Regions from separate parts of the Gossypium hirsutum genome. Here region 1 is linked to region 2. A link is a contact called in public Hi-C data. All regions are on one chromosome and are shown on one strand. Each heading gives the region's core, a stretch centred on a gene start, on an enhancer-like site or on the middle of the called end of the contact. The rest is flanking DNA. Distances are from core to core; before and after follow the strand shown.

The links. Hi-C and Micro-C count contacts between places; a contact is called where the count stands out from the background.
Region 1: a contact with region 2 is called in a Hi-C map of leaf, with 2.1 times the contacts expected there. The contact joins the enhancer-like site here to the promoter of LOC107938978 in region 2. A contact is called at or near these places in 13 of 34 Hi-C or Micro-C datasets (anther, callus, fibers and 3 more).

What each region holds. Positions count from the first base shown.
Region 1 is chrA08:120,372,228-120,375,602 of Gossypium_hirsutum_v2.1, reverse strand. No RefSeq gene overlaps it. Among protein-coding and RNA genes, the nearest start is that of LOC107938976, 4.2 kb to the right of the region's middle. Within about 2 kb of position 1,697, at least 3 of the 9 cell types and tissues checked have an H3K27ac peak or open chromatin away from gene starts, as enhancers often do. A contact at or near this core is called in leaf, where this site is marked.
Region 2 is chrA08:120,329,612-120,332,879 of Gossypium_hirsutum_v2.1, reverse strand. It overlaps LOC107938978 (cyclin-dependent kinase inhibitor 3), which reads right to left and starts at 1,806. Exons shown (of 3, transcript XM_016872256.2): 1 at 1,128-1,806; 2 at 267-401; 3 at 1-195. The coding sequence starts at 1,516. The coding sequence ends at 126.

The DNA.
Region 1 (3,375 bases), core at 448-2,947, 43 kb before region 2:
TTACATAAATGTATACTTATATATACTAGAGATATATGCACATATATATATAAAAACATGTATTAAGATTAACAACAATAATAAATAAGATAATAGAAAAAAATATGTACGTGAAATAATATAAGTATATACTACTGACATTAAAATACATACATAATATATACATATTAAAAAGATAATAAAAAAACTATTGACAGTGCTTCCCAAATATATAGGTATACACTTAAATGTACATGATTATATTGAGAACACGTGTTTTTAATATTATGTGAAATAATATATAGAATACAATATTAAAATATTTACATAATATACATATTAAAAATAACTAATAATAATATTCCATAAATATATATAAAACACATACGCATATATGTACATAATACAATATACACCACTACATATATTAAATATAGTAAATATAACAAGAATATAAAAATTATAATTAATAATAATAATTAACAGAAAATAAAAAACAAATAATTTGAAAATAAAACCGTAATCTAACAAAAAGGACTAAATCGAGCTCAAAACAAAATTTTTAGGGCGAAATTTGAAATAAAATAAGCCACGGGACCGAATTGCAACATGCATGAAACATGGGGGGACTGAAACAGCAATATTTTCGCTCTATCAAAACGCAACACATTAACAGGGATTAGATCGCTAATCAGTTTAAATCTTAGGGCCGATTTATAAATAAATATAGACCTGATTTAAACAACAAAAAATGCGGAAGGACCGATTGCACAAATATCCCATTGAGTTGAAAACACGTGGATCCTGAAGCAGGTTTGGGTCGAATCGGGTCGGGCCAAGTAAAACGACGTCGTTTTTTAGTCTAAGTTTGAGCCCCAAAACGGTGCCGTTTTGGTGGGCTATAAATAGCCTAAAAATCTGAAAAAAAAAACATTTGGAGAGGGTAAAGAAAAAAAAATGAGGGAGAGGGGAGCACGGGGCGATTTCCGGTGGGGGGAAGGGGCACCGGTCCGTCTCCGGACCTTCGCATGCGCCGGCACCAGCCACCGTACAGGTGGCCGGAAAGGTAAAAAATTCTACTTTTTTTTTTATTTTTTTTTTGTATTCTTTTTTTTTGTACTATATTTTATGTTTATATTAAATAAAAAATAAAGAAATGTGTATATATATATGTATGCAAAAATCGAAAGAAATAAAGAGCAAAAAAATGCAACCTTTTCGTTTACTCCTCGTTTGTTTGAACAACCACTATTGTCAGTTTATTGAAGTCTATAAATTCCTTTCGATGTTTACAAAGAATAAAGAAAGAAAGGGAAAGGAACCCTCATTTCAGTTTTCTATTAAGCTTTTATAGCCTATTTTGTTACATACTTTATTATTATTTTTGCTATTCTTGCTTCTGCTTTGCTTGTCTGTTGTTTTTGCAGGGCATGGCCGGTGCTAGTGGTGGGAGTGTCAGACGGTATGGGCAGTGCCAGGTCTCGGGCAGAGGCATGCCTAGCATGCGGCTGAAGAGGGGCTAGGGTTTTTTCTTTGCTGGAAAATGTTTAGTGGTGGTGGGCTAGGGTTAGTGGGTTAGTTTAGGTGGGCTGTTAGTTTAGATTGGGTTTGATGATGTTGGGCTGATGAAATTGGGGTGGGTATTAGGTTGGATTGGGTTGTAGTGGGCCATTCGGGTTTGGGTTAGATATTGGGTTGTTTTGTATTGGGTTTTAAGGGGTTTAGGTAATTGAGTTGTATTTGGGCCAAAATTGACCTACAACACTCATATTTTTAAGCTATGGACTTCTTTGATCTTGGACTTGATTTAGCGATAGCAACGGGCGACATGGGGGAGATTTTCTTTTATTGAACAAACCATGCCTATAAACAGATACCTTATTAGCTACAAGCTCTCTTCAGACTGAATTGTTGTCATTAATTTTCTGTCTCCATAAGAGGGAGAAGACTTTATTTTCATTTTCACCTATGCCTTGTGCTTCTGTGACGCAGTTGCACTAATTGCTGCTGGTCTTGGTACGAGTGTCAAAAACCAGTGCATGAGGTGCTTTGCAGCAGAGAGACGAGCTCTCCGATGTGGAAAATTTAACGAATGAAATCAATCATGTGGAAAATATATATTTGTGATTTGAATGGGATTAGACTTCTAAAGACTTCTAAGTCATTTTACCTTGTGTGAAATTTTAACAAAAAAAATAAGCTAAAACAAAATGGTTTATCATGCATTTTCAAAAAATATATAATATTTAATAAATGTAATATTTTAATTTTATTTACTTATATTATTTAAAATTTTGATTTAATTAGTATCATTCATCAATCTATGACAGTCTTAATTTAGTTATGCAATTATTAAAATCTCTCACTTTTATAAAATAAAAAAATTAATGAGGATTTTTTTATTTTAATTTATATAAAATTAAAGAAAAAACCATCAAAGCACTAATTTAAAGTAGCTTACCTTGAGCTATCCTCACTACTAAAAATATATATTCCCCATTTCCAAATAAAATTTGCGATCCCAACTCTAATTTATTCTACTCCAATTCTTTCGCTTTGAATTATAATTTAAAAAAAATACAAATGAAGTGAATAAAAAAATAAAAATATTAAACTTTGAGTTAAAAACTAATAATTACAATTCTTCCTTTGGTAGAATTTCCAGGAAACAAGAAGGAAAGTTAGGGTGTTTTGGTGGTGAACACAGATTTTAATTATGTAGGCAATTCCCGTTTTCTAAACGTGTAAACTCAAGGGAAGTGACTTTTGTGTAGGATGCTTATTTTCCTCAATTACGGCTATTTTCGTTGCTTGACTTGCTGTAACGATAGCAATGTGGGAGATGAGTAAAGGCAGTTTTTTATTATTTAAAAGACTATATATGCCAATAAGCAATAGAACTTAGACTTTCAATTGTAGGTAGTTTTAAAGGGTTCAAGTAGATATGATCACAACTTTTTTTTTTCAATTATATTTTGGTCTAAACTATCTTAATTTGGGGTTTGGTATGCTAAGGGTGCAACGATGGATGATCACCTTAAAATACTGTTGAGGTTTGATTTTTTTAAAAAAAATATTTATTTTTAGGCTAAAAAAATAGTTAAAATAGTTAAAATTATTTTATTAGACACAAAGAATACCAACAAAAATAAAGGTAATTATTTATTAAAAAATCACTAATTAAATCAATGTAAATCATATGAAGCTTTCGTGATTTGAATGGAATCACAATTCTAATTTTAATTATATAATTCTTTCTTCTTAAATTACAAAAATAAAAAATAATAATAATAAACTTTGAGTTATAAAACTTAACGAGAAATGACAGCTATATGCTTCTCCATTTGTAGTTTCCAGGAAATGATTCCCCGCATGTGACATGGGGAATTCCCATTT
Region 2 (3,268 bases), core at 557-3,056:
AAAACAGCAAATTCCTACCAGGCTATCATGTTTTGAGGTATGTAAATGGGGTTAAGTGTAATTTTATAAAATTACACAAATCTTAGTCAAGGCTCAAATCAATCTTTTTTTACATTAATGGAGGATTATGGGATTATTTTCACCCATTCATAACGCCCTTGAAGTGGCAAATCATTCACAATATCAAAGTTATACCTGCAAGAAGATATCGTAAGACTCGGCCGATTAAAACGATTGGAAAAATGAAAACTTCGAAACCCACTTACTTCTCCATGAACCGTCGATGTTGTTGTTGTTCCGCGTAGACGACGAACTCTTCCATTTCTTGCGTTGACGGGACAGACTGTAGCACATCGTTCAAGTCCTTTGTTAAGCTACACGGTGTGCTTTCTCTCGTGCTCCTGCATGAAAAAGAAGTACAAGTTTTAGACATTAATTAACTAAAATTCACTTAATTACAAAAACCAAGACTAAAATTCCAATTAAAATGGAACAAAATGTTCATGTAATGCAGTGACCAATTTGTCACTTATTACTGCTACACAGAGAATCCCACATTCATGTCTGAAACTAGGCCCCGTGAATATGATATATCCATATCTAACACATAAGTTACTCGTTTTCGACACATATTTAGATATGAATAATGAGATATAATATTTGATATAAAGACGTCACTTGGATCAGAGTTCGAGTAACATAAAGCTACCAAAAAATGGCAGCTTGCCGCCTAGTATTGCCAATTTTTTTTGTCATTTCATTTTTTCTCTTTGTACAATGTACTTACCAATTTCCCATTTAGACCCTAAACCTACGCACCTAATTTTTTTTTTTCAATTGAGAATCAAAAACTTATCAATGTCTCAACAATTATTAAAAAAAAATTCATAAATCAAAAGCAAAAACCAAAGAACAAACATTTAATATTTAAATCTTTTTTGCTAATAATATGCTAAATTTTTTTCATGATAATGGAAGCAACCCGATACAACAGAGAAAGCCCTAATCCTATGCAACAGAGTGGGAAAAAAAACCTTTGAAAGCTTATGTAAGCTAAAAAAATGAGGAGTTTTTCAATAAAAAATAAACTTTTTTTAATGGCTAAAGAAGAAGAAGAAAAACCAGACCTGTCTCTGAGTTCAAAATCCATAGCTTGTTCTGTTCCACAACAAATCCCTACTTCAAGAACAATTTCCCTATTCCCAAAACACCCTTTACTTTTCTTTCCACCATTCTTTCCTTCCTCTTCTTCTCTGAACCCACTTTCTTTCTCTTCTTGTCTCTGTTTCGTTTTACTAGAAACAGGGGAAGCCAGCTTTTCCAACCTACGGTTCCTCAGTTGAAGATAAGACAAGGAAGAAACATCTTGGTTCGAACCAACAACTTGGGTGACTTGAGTTGTTTTTGAAAGCCTTTGTAAAGCTAGAGTTTTAGCAGCTCTGGTTCGAGACCCCATTGTTGAACGATGAGAAACTTCCATTACTGCTACGTCTCCTGTTATCTTAGACTTCTTCATTGAAACTTTACACCCCCCCCCAAAGACACTTTTGTGTTTTTTGGCCCTGTTTTCAGTGAGAAAAAAAAACAGTTTATGATTGTTAGCAAAAGGGGGCTTTCTTCTTTAAACAGAGGAGGGAAAATGGAGGGACCAAATTTTTGTAGCCTGATAGTGAAAGGAGGAAGAAGGAGAGAGAGAGAGAGAGAGAGGGAGAAAATATTTAGGATTTTGGGGGGTTTAGGGGAGAGCCGCTGCCATTTTTATTTTCTCAATCAATGGTATTTGGATTGGCTAAACTGGCGGCCCCATTGGCCTTTTCAGATATTCTTTTATATAATTATATTTTTTTTTTTGGAAATGGAAATATTAATTTTGGTATTTTAAAAGATATGACATTATTTATTAAAATTTTAGTGTTAAATAGATTTGTATGATTTGATGATTATAAATTTTGAATTTTAAAGATTATCCATGCTAAATAGTTTTTTTTTTCATAATCAGTATCTTTGTTTACACAAATTTTTTTTTGAATTATAGATAGGGTTAAGAAAATCAAGGGGAAGTAAAAAATTATGTATAGAAGTTGATATAAAATAAAAAATTTGAAGGCAAAGGGGAAATTTTGTAATTAAAATTGATTTAAATTGAAATTTTAAGAGTTGATTTAAAAAAGGTTAAAAAAATTAAATTAAATTATTTATATTAGAGAGCTCCTAAAAATATAATTATACATTCAATTAATGGAGGCTCAATTACACCTGTTAAGATGTTATTCGAGGAAGGTGAAATGAGCTTGGATACTTTAAAGGTTCTTGCAAGAGGAATGTGACTTTAATGTATTGAAACTTGAAATCCAAAATGCTTTCCGATTATTAATTTAATGCAGTGATGTTATAATTGAGAAAACAAGAACTAGAGATAATGACGAAGAAGATGAAGGAGAAAGAACCCCTAATATATTCTTTGTCCCAAGCTTTCCCTTATTATTTACATTGTGAGTTGATTTTATATCGAGGGTGTCTTTAAATTAGTGTTTATTTTTAATGTGTTATGTTTATTTTTTTTTGTCTTACACTATAATATCATTGCCGTAATTAATTCTATCGCCACTGTTATTTTTACACTAACCACATGTAAACATATTATTCATGCAAAAAAAACCCTAAATTTGATTTACACCATTAATGCTTAATAAGTAGTCTTATGTCCTCATGATATAACAAATTTTATATATTTTTCGACATAATTTCTTATGGATTTATTTGAGTAAATTATGCATAGAAATATAAAATAAAAATATTTATTTTAGAACATAAAGTAAAAATCTTGCGGGTAGGGTTTCAATGTGAAAATGAAAAGCTCCAACTTTGCAACTAGGGAAGACATTTTTCTTTGCCTTTTAGTGCTTGTTTTGTGGTTGGTATTTTAGTATAGAAAAGAACAACTTTAGGTTCAAAGCAATCTACAAATGTAAGTTCTTTTGTTTTTGGTTATTACTTTATTTTCATAGTAGTTGTTGGACTCACCATGTTAATGGGATTTTTTTAAAATTTCTTATTATATTAACGGTCGAAGATAGTATTTTCTTAATGGACCTAAATAAAATAAAATAAAAAATCTTGGAGGGATTACAACATGAATTTTGTATTAAAAAAGTTAAATTAAGTTATAAGCTTTTTAAAAAGGACTAAAAGAGTAATTAACCCGCCAATAAGACATTGGTATTATCGTGGCTTTTGAATGTATTAGATGATGAATTGGTTAGTAAAG